2 separate regions of the Sus scrofa genome follow, and region 2 is linked to region 1. A link is a contact called in public HiChIP or PLAC-seq data. All regions are on one chromosome and are shown on one strand. Each heading gives the region's core, a stretch centred on a gene start, on an enhancer-like site or on the middle of the called end of the contact. The rest is flanking DNA. Distances are from core to core; before and after follow the strand shown.

Region 1 (4,682 bases), core at 806-3,305:
TTGGATTGCTTCCATGACATGGCTCTTGTGAATAAAGTGCTGCTGTGAACATATGGGTGCATGTGTCTTTTTGAATTATAGTTTTGTCCGGATATATGCCCAGGAGTGTGGATTGCTGGATTCTAAGATAGCTTTATATTTAGTTTTCTGAGGAACCTCCATACTGTTTTCCATCATGGCTATACCAGTTTACATTCCCACCAACAGTGTAGGAGGGTTCCCTTTTCTCTACACCCTCTCCAGCATTTGTAGAGGTGATACATTTTTGTAGGTTAATATTTGTCATGTTAGAGTTGTGGATAGATAAATATATGGGTGTATTTTGAATGTAGAAAATAAAATACTTCAATTAAAATATCACAAAATTTGAAAGATCACAGCCACAGGACTATTCTAAGTTTGAAGTTAACTTTGAAAACTTGCCAATTTCAACTTTTAATTCCTTACTTTGACGTCTCTGTATCTCAGTTCCAAAACTTTTTGGTTTCACCCAGGAGTAATAAAGTTCTTAAATAATTCTGCTCTTGGGATCCTGTCCTAAAGAAGCAATCTGGGAATTCTTGTCTTTGTGCAGCAGAAACGGATCCGACTAGGAACCATGAGGTTGTGGGTTCCATCCCTGGCCTCTCTCAGTGGGTTAAGGATCCGGCGCTGCCGTGAGCTTGTAGTGTAGGTCGCAGACACAGATGTGGCTCGGATCTGATGTTGCTGTAGCTGTGGTGAAAGCCAGCAGCTGTAGCTCCAATTGGACCCCTAAGCCTGGGAACCTCCATTTGCCCTTAAAAAAAAAAAGCAATCTGAAATACGGGGAAGGTCCTTTGTGATAATGTTTGGTGCTGAGTTGATTGTAACTATGAAAAACTGGCAGCAGCGGGTTTTTTAATTTGTTTGTTTTGGCCATCCTCACAGCATGCAGAAGTTCCCAGGCCAGGGATCAAACCTGTGCCACACCAGCCACTTGAGCCACAACAGAGACAATGCTGGGTCATTAACTGGCTAGACCGAAAGGGAACTCCTGGCCATGTATTTTTAAAAAAGAATGAAGTGGTTTGCTGAGTCATTGGGCAGTAGTACACATGTGAGGCGTTGCCAGTTGTGTTTAGTGGGGCAACTGTAGGATTTCACCTCAGTCCCCCCCTGCAGCACGGATACCTAAGCTAGGACATGAGCAAATGAAGATGGTCCCAGTGTGGGAGGAGGCCAAGTGTTTCAGGGCTTTGGGGGCCTTTGCTTTACTTATCCAGATGTCTATATAGTAACAGTGTTACATTTCTTTTTAAAAAATATTAATTTACTTTTGGGCTGCACCTGTGACATATGGAACCAGGCCAGGAATTGAACCTACATCACAGCAGCACTGCCGTGACAATACTAGGTCATTAATTTACTGTGCCACCAAGGAACTCAACAATGTTGCTTTCCTAATGGAAAAAAACTTTTTAAAAATTTTGTCCATGTCTATATGTAAATTCTGTTTTAAAATTTTTCTTTGCTACATTCTTTTTGCGGGAATGGTTGTATATTTGCATTTTACTGTCTGACAGAGTTCTTGACCCCTCCGCCTCAGTCCTCTTTAATGAGAAAAGGCTCATAGGCTCATTCTTCCACTTGGAGACAGGTATTCGGTGTAGGACTCTGGGAAGAAGAGTGCATAGTGATTGGCATGGCAGTCCCACCCCTGGTCCTCTGTCCCTAGACACCCTGTTTTGCCTGCATATGGGTACTTTGCTCATTGTGGGAGCCGGGCAGTGTAAGTGCCTGCTGCTCCTGGGCTGCATTTTCTTGTGTTGCTCATCACCCTGCAGTCACTTCCCCTGGTTCCTAGGGGCTGCTTCCTTTACCTGGGGTCTCGGCACTTCTGCCACACGTGGGCATTCACAGCAGCTCCTGACTCCACTCCTGCAGTCTGACTTCCCATGGCCACTGGGGAGGTCCTTCCCAGAGCACTTAGAGCATGTATTGGTCAGTATTTCCCGGAAAGGGTATGGGCTGCCAGGGGCTGGCTCCCTGCTACCAAGTGTGTGACCCAGCATTGGCCATGTCGCCATGCGCTGAGTGCGGAAGGTCACGTGTGCTGGAGAGAAAGGCTCAGTGGCCTTCTCAGCACTGCCCTCCTCAGAGGGCAGTGACACACAGCCCCTCCCAGCATGCACTCTGAGTGTAGCTTGGCCCGTGTGGTCTGTCTGCTTTATTGGAACTGCCTCTAGGGCTTCGGAAGCTGCCACTCCCAGCTTTCCAGATGGCACTTATGTTTGGGCTCTGTGCCCGTTTGCCATGGTGCTGTTTGAACCAGTCCCCAAGGACAGACCAGCCTTCTGGGTTAGCGCACCGTCTCAGGACTCCTGGAGAGCATCTTGGGAGGTGTTGTGGGCTTTAGGTGTCATGAGCTTGGTAACAGGGAAATGTCAGCCCTGTAGCACAGTCCTGTTGGACTTCCTGCCCTGCTCCGGATACACACCCTCTGACCCAGCGCCATGGCCTCCTTTTATACGATGAGGCTCTTTCTGCCTGAACTGTAAGGTCAGTCTGTGTGTGGCCAGGGTGGGCAGCTAACATGTCCCCAAGTGCTCTGGGTCTTGGGAGGCAGGGCTGGCTGCCTGAGAGGGGCTTCCCAGAGGAGTGCAGCCCTCCTTTTGCAGAACATGGTTCTGGAGGTTCAAGTGTAGCTGCGCAGTCTGCAGTCCATTTTGGTCTAAACCTTGGGCCTTTGGATAGTTGGCTGCTGATCTGGACATTAAAGGTGGAGTTTATTTGGGTTATGAGAATGGTCCAGATTCTCGTGTAGTTCTGAAGCCCAGTGGTTTCCTGCAAATGGACACTGGATCCACCACTTGAAGACCCTATCAGCTGGAAGATACTGCCCTCAGCCTCAGACCCTATGGCTCACTGTTGATGGGCTCTGGGGACCTTCCTGGGAACATTGGCTATCTCTCCAGGCCGACTGGGTACTGTTGGGATCTGGGGCATTGATGAAATCCACCCTTGCTCTTGAACCTTGAATGACAACAAATGATGGGAGTTCCTTGAGCTGGTCAGCAGCACCTGGGGCTCCTTTGATCAGAAGTGACCTTCATCTGTTCTGTGGTGATCTCCTTGCCTTTTCCCCTTACTGTCTCCCCATCTCTGTGTATTTAGGTCTCTCTCTCTGTCTCTTTGTGTGTCCCTGTCTCTACCTCTCCCCATGTCCGTCTCTTACCTGTGTGTTTGTGCTTATCTCTGTCTGTCTGTATCTGTCTCTCTTGGCACTTTTGTTTTGTTTGTTATTTGAGGTGTAATGTAGATAAAACACACTGATTTTCTTTAACAGGTCAGCTTTACATACAGTAAAATACATAGATTTAAATGTACAATTCAGTGAATAATCCCTTCTCCATATTTCATCACCCCCAGAAAGTTCCCATGGGGTACATCTTGTTTATAGTGCAGATTTTACATAAATATCCACCCATGTGACCACCTGGATCAAGATGAAAACTCTCCCAGCACCTCCAGACTTGGGGGTCGGGGGGCGGTGAGGCAGGGGCTCAGGCACACATACCTGCTGTTGGTCGGGTATTTCGGACAGGCTGGTGCTGACATCTGCTTCCCGAATCCCAAAGTGCTGGTCCCTGGAATGCCGAGTTTTCCCACATGCCCCACGAATAAGCCTTTTGTCTCCCCAGATCTGGGACACAGCCGGACAGGAACGGTTCCAGTCTCTTGGCGTGGCCTTCTACAGAGGCGCAGACTGCTGCGTTCTGGTGTTTGATGTGACTGCCCCCAACACATTCAAAACCCTGGATAGCTGGAGAGATGAGTTTCTCATCCAGGCCAGTCCCCGGGATCCCGAAAACTTCCCCTTTGTTGTGTTGGGAAACAAGATCGACCTCGAAAACAGACAGGTGAGTGCTGAAGGTGGTGGAAGGCATTTAGATTATAGCCCCTAAATCGTGAAAAGGCTTTCTTTAAAAAGTGGCAGCTACTTTTTGGGTGACTGGTACAGTTTTTAGATTTGCTTAGCAAAAAGCCAGGTGCCTCAAGGATCTGTTGGGCTGGGTGCGCCCCCTTGTGGGGCAGGGGCGGGACCACCACCTAGTTACCTGCCTGCCCAGCCCCAGGCTTCCTGACCTTGGAAAGGTCTTGGCCCCCTGGCAGGGGGGTGCAGTGGCATTCCCTTTCAAGTTATGCCCACAGAGGAGCGAGTCCATTCTGGACTTGCCCATACTGGCTGTCCCTCCTGGCCTAAGGGAAGTGATGTGACTTAAGGCCATGTGGGATTCAGTCTCTGGAACTTAGAGGCAGACCTGATCTGCAGTCCACGTCACGATTGCTAAGTGGGGGATGCTTCTCGAGTGGGCTCTGTCATCTGGCCGGAGTCTTCTGACCTGGAGATGGTGCTGAGAGCTGCTGGCCAGGAGGAACATTCTGGGGACCGCTGTCACTTTCGTGTTCTTTGAGAGCCACCTGCTTCTGAGGGGCTTTTGTGAGTTTGGCACGTTCTATGCCGAGCCTGGAGTGCTGGGGGTGCACTGCCTCCACGCCAGCTGCCTCTGAGGACCAGGGCCAGGAGACCGGCTTACATCCCCACGCTGTCCCTGGCTGACTCTGACCTACTGCCTGTGCCTCTGCACCTCGTTCCCCCATCCCCAGGAGGGGATTAGATATTGTTGTCTTCAGGGCCTGCCTAGGTCTCCACGCATACA
Region 2 (5,180 bases), core at 2,639-5,138, 100 kb before region 1:
TGCTGGATCTGAACCATGTCTGTGACCTACACCACAGCTCAAAGCAATGCAGGATCCGTAACTCACTGAGCAAGGCCAGGGTTTGAACTGGAAACTTCATGGTTCCTAGTTGGATTCCTTTCTGCTGCACCACGATGGGAACTCCCCTCCTTTTTTTTTTTTTTTTTTTTCTGTGCCTGAGGGATATAGAACTTCCTGAGTCAGGGATTGAACCCACACCACAGCAGCAACCCAAGCTGCTGCAGTGACAACACCAGATCCTTAACCCAATGAGCCACAAGAAAACCCCCACATGGAGCTCCCGTCATGGCACAGCAGAAATGAATCCAACTAGAAACCATGAGGTTTCAGGTTCGATCCCTGGCCTTGTTCAGTGGGTTATGGATCCGGCGTTGCCGTGAGCCGTGGTGTAGGTTGCAGATGTGGCTCGGATCCAGCATTGCTGTGGCTCTGGCGTAGGCTGGCAGCAACAGCTCAGATTAGACCCCTAGCCTGGGAACCTCCATGTGCCTCAGGTGCGGCCCTAAAAGGACAAAAGACCAAAAAAAAAAAAAAAAAAGGAAAAAAAAAAAAAAAAAAAAACCTCCACAACTGCTCACTTAAACTGTAGGTGCTATGGATCTTGGAAGTGTGGATCCCAAAGACATTCATTCCTCTCCCTTCTTCTGAAGGACAAGCAGAGTCTCTCCAAGGGAGGCCAGCCTGCCAGAATCCTGAGACAGAGCCAGGATGGCCTCAGAGGGATTGCCCAGCCTCAGTCAGCTTCCTGACCTAGAGAGCTGACAGCAGATGGTACCAGAACCCCAAGCAGCAATGACGCATCACCCGTCACAGCTAAAGGACAAGGCTGGCTTCTTGGTGGGCCCAGCTAGTGTGCTTCCCTGGGTTGTCTCCATAACCACAGCCATCGGCTCCTGGACAGATCACATCACATTTCCAACGTGTTACTGGCCTTGTTCAACTGAGTGGGTATGTTCACCAACTTGTGGGAAAATGACTCCATTCCTGTGTCCTGTTTCTAGACTTTTAACATCTCTGAGTGGCTGGGCCATGGCCCTATGGCTATTTGTGATTTGCCAGGGAGGGCCAGCCATTGCTGACAGCTCAGTGTTGGCCCGGACGGTGTATCTGCCGCAGATCCTGTTGTGTACCCTTCGATACTGCACTGCCTACCTGGGACGTTCAAGCATGAGGGGTGAAGCAGCTCCAGGGGGAGCCTCTGGGATGCTGGCAGCATTCTCTTTCCTTTTTTTTTTCTTTTTTCTTTTTTCTCTTTTTTTTTAGGGCCACACGTGTAGCACACAGAGGTTCCCAAGCTAGGGGTTGCATCAGAGCTGCAGCTGCTGGCCTGCACCACAGCCACAGCAATGCCAGATCCAAGCCACATCTGTGACCTACACCACAGCTCACGGCAACGTCAGATCCTTAACCCACTGAATGAGGAGGCCAGGGATCGAACCTTCATCCTCATGGTTACAAGCTGAGTTCATTACCACTGAATCACAATGGGAACTCCCAGCATTTCTTTCTTTACCTAGGTAGTGGTCATATAGATATTCATATTACAGTAATTTACTAATTTGAACACTTATGTTCCACGCATGTATGTATATTTATATGTATATATGTGTGTGTAGTTATCAGGATATGATCATTCACAATAAGAAAAACTTTTTATTTTTATTTATTTATTTATTTTTGTCTTTTTGCCATTTCTTGGGCCACTCCTGCGGCATATGGAGGTTCCCAGGCCAGGGGTCTAATCAGAGCTGTAGCCACTGTCCTATGCCAGAGCCACAGCAACTCGGGATCTGAGCCACGTCTGCGACCTACACCACAGCTCAGGGCAATGCCGGATCGTTAACCCACTGAGCAAGGGCAGGGACCGAACCCGCAACCTCATGGTTCCTAGTCGGATTTGTTAACCACTGCGCCATGACGGGAACTCCAAGAAAAACTTCTTAAAATGTTAAAAGAATCTGTGTCCCTGATGGCACATCATGCCCATACAAGCCTCAGATCTGCCCATCCTTGGACTACTTATTGAATGAGGTAGAGTAACACTTGTTTATTTAAACCACAATAGAAGAGTATTCTATTATCTGCAGCCAAACAGTGACAGTTGTAGGTGAATTAGGTGATCATGCTGTAAGAGCACTGTGCTCTTACATGAATGTGTCATGCTTTTTAACAAACCAGTTCCCTATTGATTGTTTCCAGGCTTTGGGTATTCAAAAAATGCTGGGTTGTCTTTTTGTCCATATGGGGCAATACACCTGTAAGATAATTTCCTAGGCCTTAGTTCTATGTTAACAGATATTGCCAGCTTGGCTTCCAATGAGGTGTAAAAACATACATTTCCACCTGTAGGTGTCACAGCGCCTGTTTTCCCCAGCCTTGCCAACGCCATCTTCCCTCAAAAGCCACATCAGGAGTTCCCGTCATGGCGCAGTGATTAACGAATCCGACTAGGAACCATGAGGTTGCGGGTTCGGTCCCTGCCCTGGCTCAGTGGGTTAACGATCCGGCGTTGCCGTGAGCTGTGGTGTAGGTTGCAGACGTGGCTCGGATCCTGTGTTGCTGTGGCTGTGGTATAGGCTGGTGGCTCCAGCTCCGATTGGACCCCTAGCCTGGGAACCTCCATATGCCGCGGGAGCGGCCCAAGAAATAGCAAAAAGACAAAAAAAAAAAAAGCCACATCAGATGGCAAAGAGAACACCAAAACTCTATGCTCATAACAACTTGGCTAGGTGGCCAGGACAGGGATCCTCTCTGCCCTAGCTTCATAGGTAAGTAAAAGACTGCCAAGGATAAGGGACCTACTTTTCCCAAGTTGTCTCCATTTTTGAGGCTGGATTAAGGCTTACTGTGGTAGCTGTGGTAACTGCTCAGTGTGTTGTAGCAATTATCATCATTACTATCATCCCAGATTCCCATTTTTCAGGCTGAAAGCCATTTCCTCACTTTTGGTGCAGAAGGGACAAAGATGCTTCTCGGTGCCTCCAGCCCATTCCCTCTGGTACTCCCCCTCTTCTTCCCTACCTCATCTCTTTCCTCCCCTGAGGGGCCTGGCCTTAGAAGCCCCAGTGTCTGTCCCAGGAGGCTGCAACAACTATGAGGGTTGGGCTCCGTTACTTTACCACCTTTTTTGCACACACCTGACAGGGAGAATGTGTAGCAGTTACAGTTAGTCAATCTCTCACCCCAAACTGTCCCCAATACCAGCTATTGGGGGACTTTGAGCCTTCCTCCCTGTCCTCACCTGTAAAACGAGCCTCATAGGGTTGTAGACCAAGTGGTACACATGCTGTAAGGGGTTGCTGTTCTTACTATTACGAGTGGGTAAGAAACGGAGATTTAAGGAGATACTGTGATTGGAAAACTCAGTCCTTGCAATTGCCCTGCCCATTAGATAACGTCACCCCATTTTATATAAAGGAGGGACCTCCGGGCCACCTCCACTAAGGTTGAATGGGGAGGGCAAGGTGGACGCTGTTTTCTCATCTGTAAATGGCAACAACAGCACGGGCCTTTCCGACACGGTGACTAACAGATCACCGAGCCCATCAAGCCATGCTGGCTCAGCACACAGCGCCCGCGCCAATGCCAATACACACGTTCCCAGGCCACCGCAGCCGCGCCCCAGCTCGGCTCACAGGTCCGGGCCACGCCCCCCGAGAAGACCCGGAAGCAGAGTCCCCCCGCAGGTCAAAGCTGGCGATGCTGCTCCTGTACCGCCGCCAGAGGGCATGAGCGCGGCCTTTGTTGGCTTGCACCTCGCCAGTTACGTCAGCGGCCGGTCGCGGAAATAGAGGGGTTTGCCGTACAAAATGGCGGCTGCCTATGGGGCGGTTCGGAACGCTGAGAAGCTGTTCTGTTTCTGGGACACGCGGCGATCCTGGCGTAGGGCTTGCAGCAGGCTTCTAGCCAAAGACGGCTCCCGCGGAATTTCCCGGCGCCTTTGTTGTCAGTAAGCGGCAGAAGGCACAAGATGGAGGCGTTGGCTGGGCGGCCGGAAATGAAAGTGAGCGGCGGCGTGTTTCCCTCCCCACCCGGCTCCCCCGCCCTCAGAGCGCCTCGTTGGGCCGCGAAGTCAGCAGTGACCCGGGGTCTGAGCTATGTCCCTCCTTTCTGAGGCGTGACCTGCCGCGAAAGGTACAGAGTGAGAAGCCGAGCCCAGGAAGTGTATGGGGGCCCACTGTTGCGGGCTTGGTGTTTTCCTTTAAGACTCACGGGGCCTCGGTCTCCTCGAGCGAAGACGCAAATCCCGAAACGTTCCATTGGGAACGACATGTGTAAGGCTCAGTGCGGGGCTCCAGGTTCGCAGGTTTTCTTCTCTGGCCGCGGGGTCGCCTCAGAGTGACGCTTAACCCAGGAGGCCTGCCGGGAGGTGGGGCGGCGGAGCGGGCTGCCTCTGAGCACAGCGTCGGGTCGGAGACCCTTTGCTTATTTAATTAATGTGAAACACATCCTGTGTAAGTTTAAAAAACACTTAATATCGGTGATATACACACAGCGTGGAACTTAACCATCTTAGTCGCTTTCGAGTGTGCAGTTCAGTGGCATTAAATACATCGCGTTGCTCTGTGATCAGGCTCTATATAAGTTCATTTTGCCGAAGACCGAAGCTCTGTACCCTTGAAAGGGTACCTCCACATTTGTCCCTCCCCAGTCCCTGGCAACCACCGTTCTTTCCTCATACAGGAGGCCTGGAGTGTTTGTCCTTTTGTGACTGGTGTGCATCACTGAGCATAAAGTCTTCAAGGTTCACTCGCGCTGTAGCACGCTCCTTTCTTTTTCAAGGCAGGTTGATGTTCTGTGGTTTTCACGAGCCCTGAAGGGTAGCGGAATAGCCACCCCAAGTGTGCCAACTTGGCACGCGGGTTGCTTTGAGCCAAAGGCAGTCAGTATCCAGCAATATGAGGGAAAGCCTGTAGCTCTCCCTTAACTGCCTAAAAGAATTTAAATAAGGACCAGACCAGAAAAAGCAATTACCAGAGAGAAACTTTTCTATCTAAAAGACTTACTTGGGGAGTTCCCGTCGTGGCGCAGTGGTTAACGAATCCCACTAGGAACCATGAGGTTGCAGGTTCGGTCCCTGGCCTTGCTCAGTGGGTTAACGATCCGGCGTTGCCGTGAGCTGTGGTGTAGGTTGCAGACGCAGCTCGGATCCCGCGTTG

Evidence for each region. HiChIP or PLAC-seq counts read pairs in DNA pulled down with a chosen protein or histone mark.
Region 2: an H3K27ac HiChIP or PLAC-seq map of skeletal muscle shows a contact between it and region 1. The contact joins the promoter of RAB7A here to the enhancer-like site in region 1. A contact is called at or near these places in 5 of 5 promoter capture datasets (fetal liver, fetal skeletal muscle, liver and 1 more), 24 of 47 Hi-C or Micro-C datasets (alveolar macrophages, blood, embryonic fibroblasts and 10 more) and 2 of 2 datasets of contacts at active chromatin or transcription factors (alveolar macrophages and skeletal muscle).

The regions. Positions count from the first base shown.
Region 1 is chr13:71,782,869-71,787,550 of Sscrofa11.1, reverse strand. It overlaps RAB7A (ras-related protein Rab-7a), which reads left to right. Exons shown (of 7, transcript XM_021069433.1): 5 at 3,663-3,881. Among named protein-coding and RNA genes, the nearest start is that of HMCES, 53 kb to the right of the region's middle. Within about 2 kb of position 2,055, at least 15 of the 83 cell types and tissues checked have an H3K27ac peak or open chromatin away from gene starts, as enhancers often do. A contact at or near this core is called in alveolar macrophages, retroperitoneal adipose tissue and skeletal muscle, where this site is marked.
Region 2 is chr13:71,885,466-71,890,645 of Sscrofa11.1, reverse strand. It overlaps RAB7A (ras-related protein Rab-7a), which reads left to right and starts at 3,888. Exons shown (of 7, transcript XM_021069433.1): 1 at 3,888-4,024.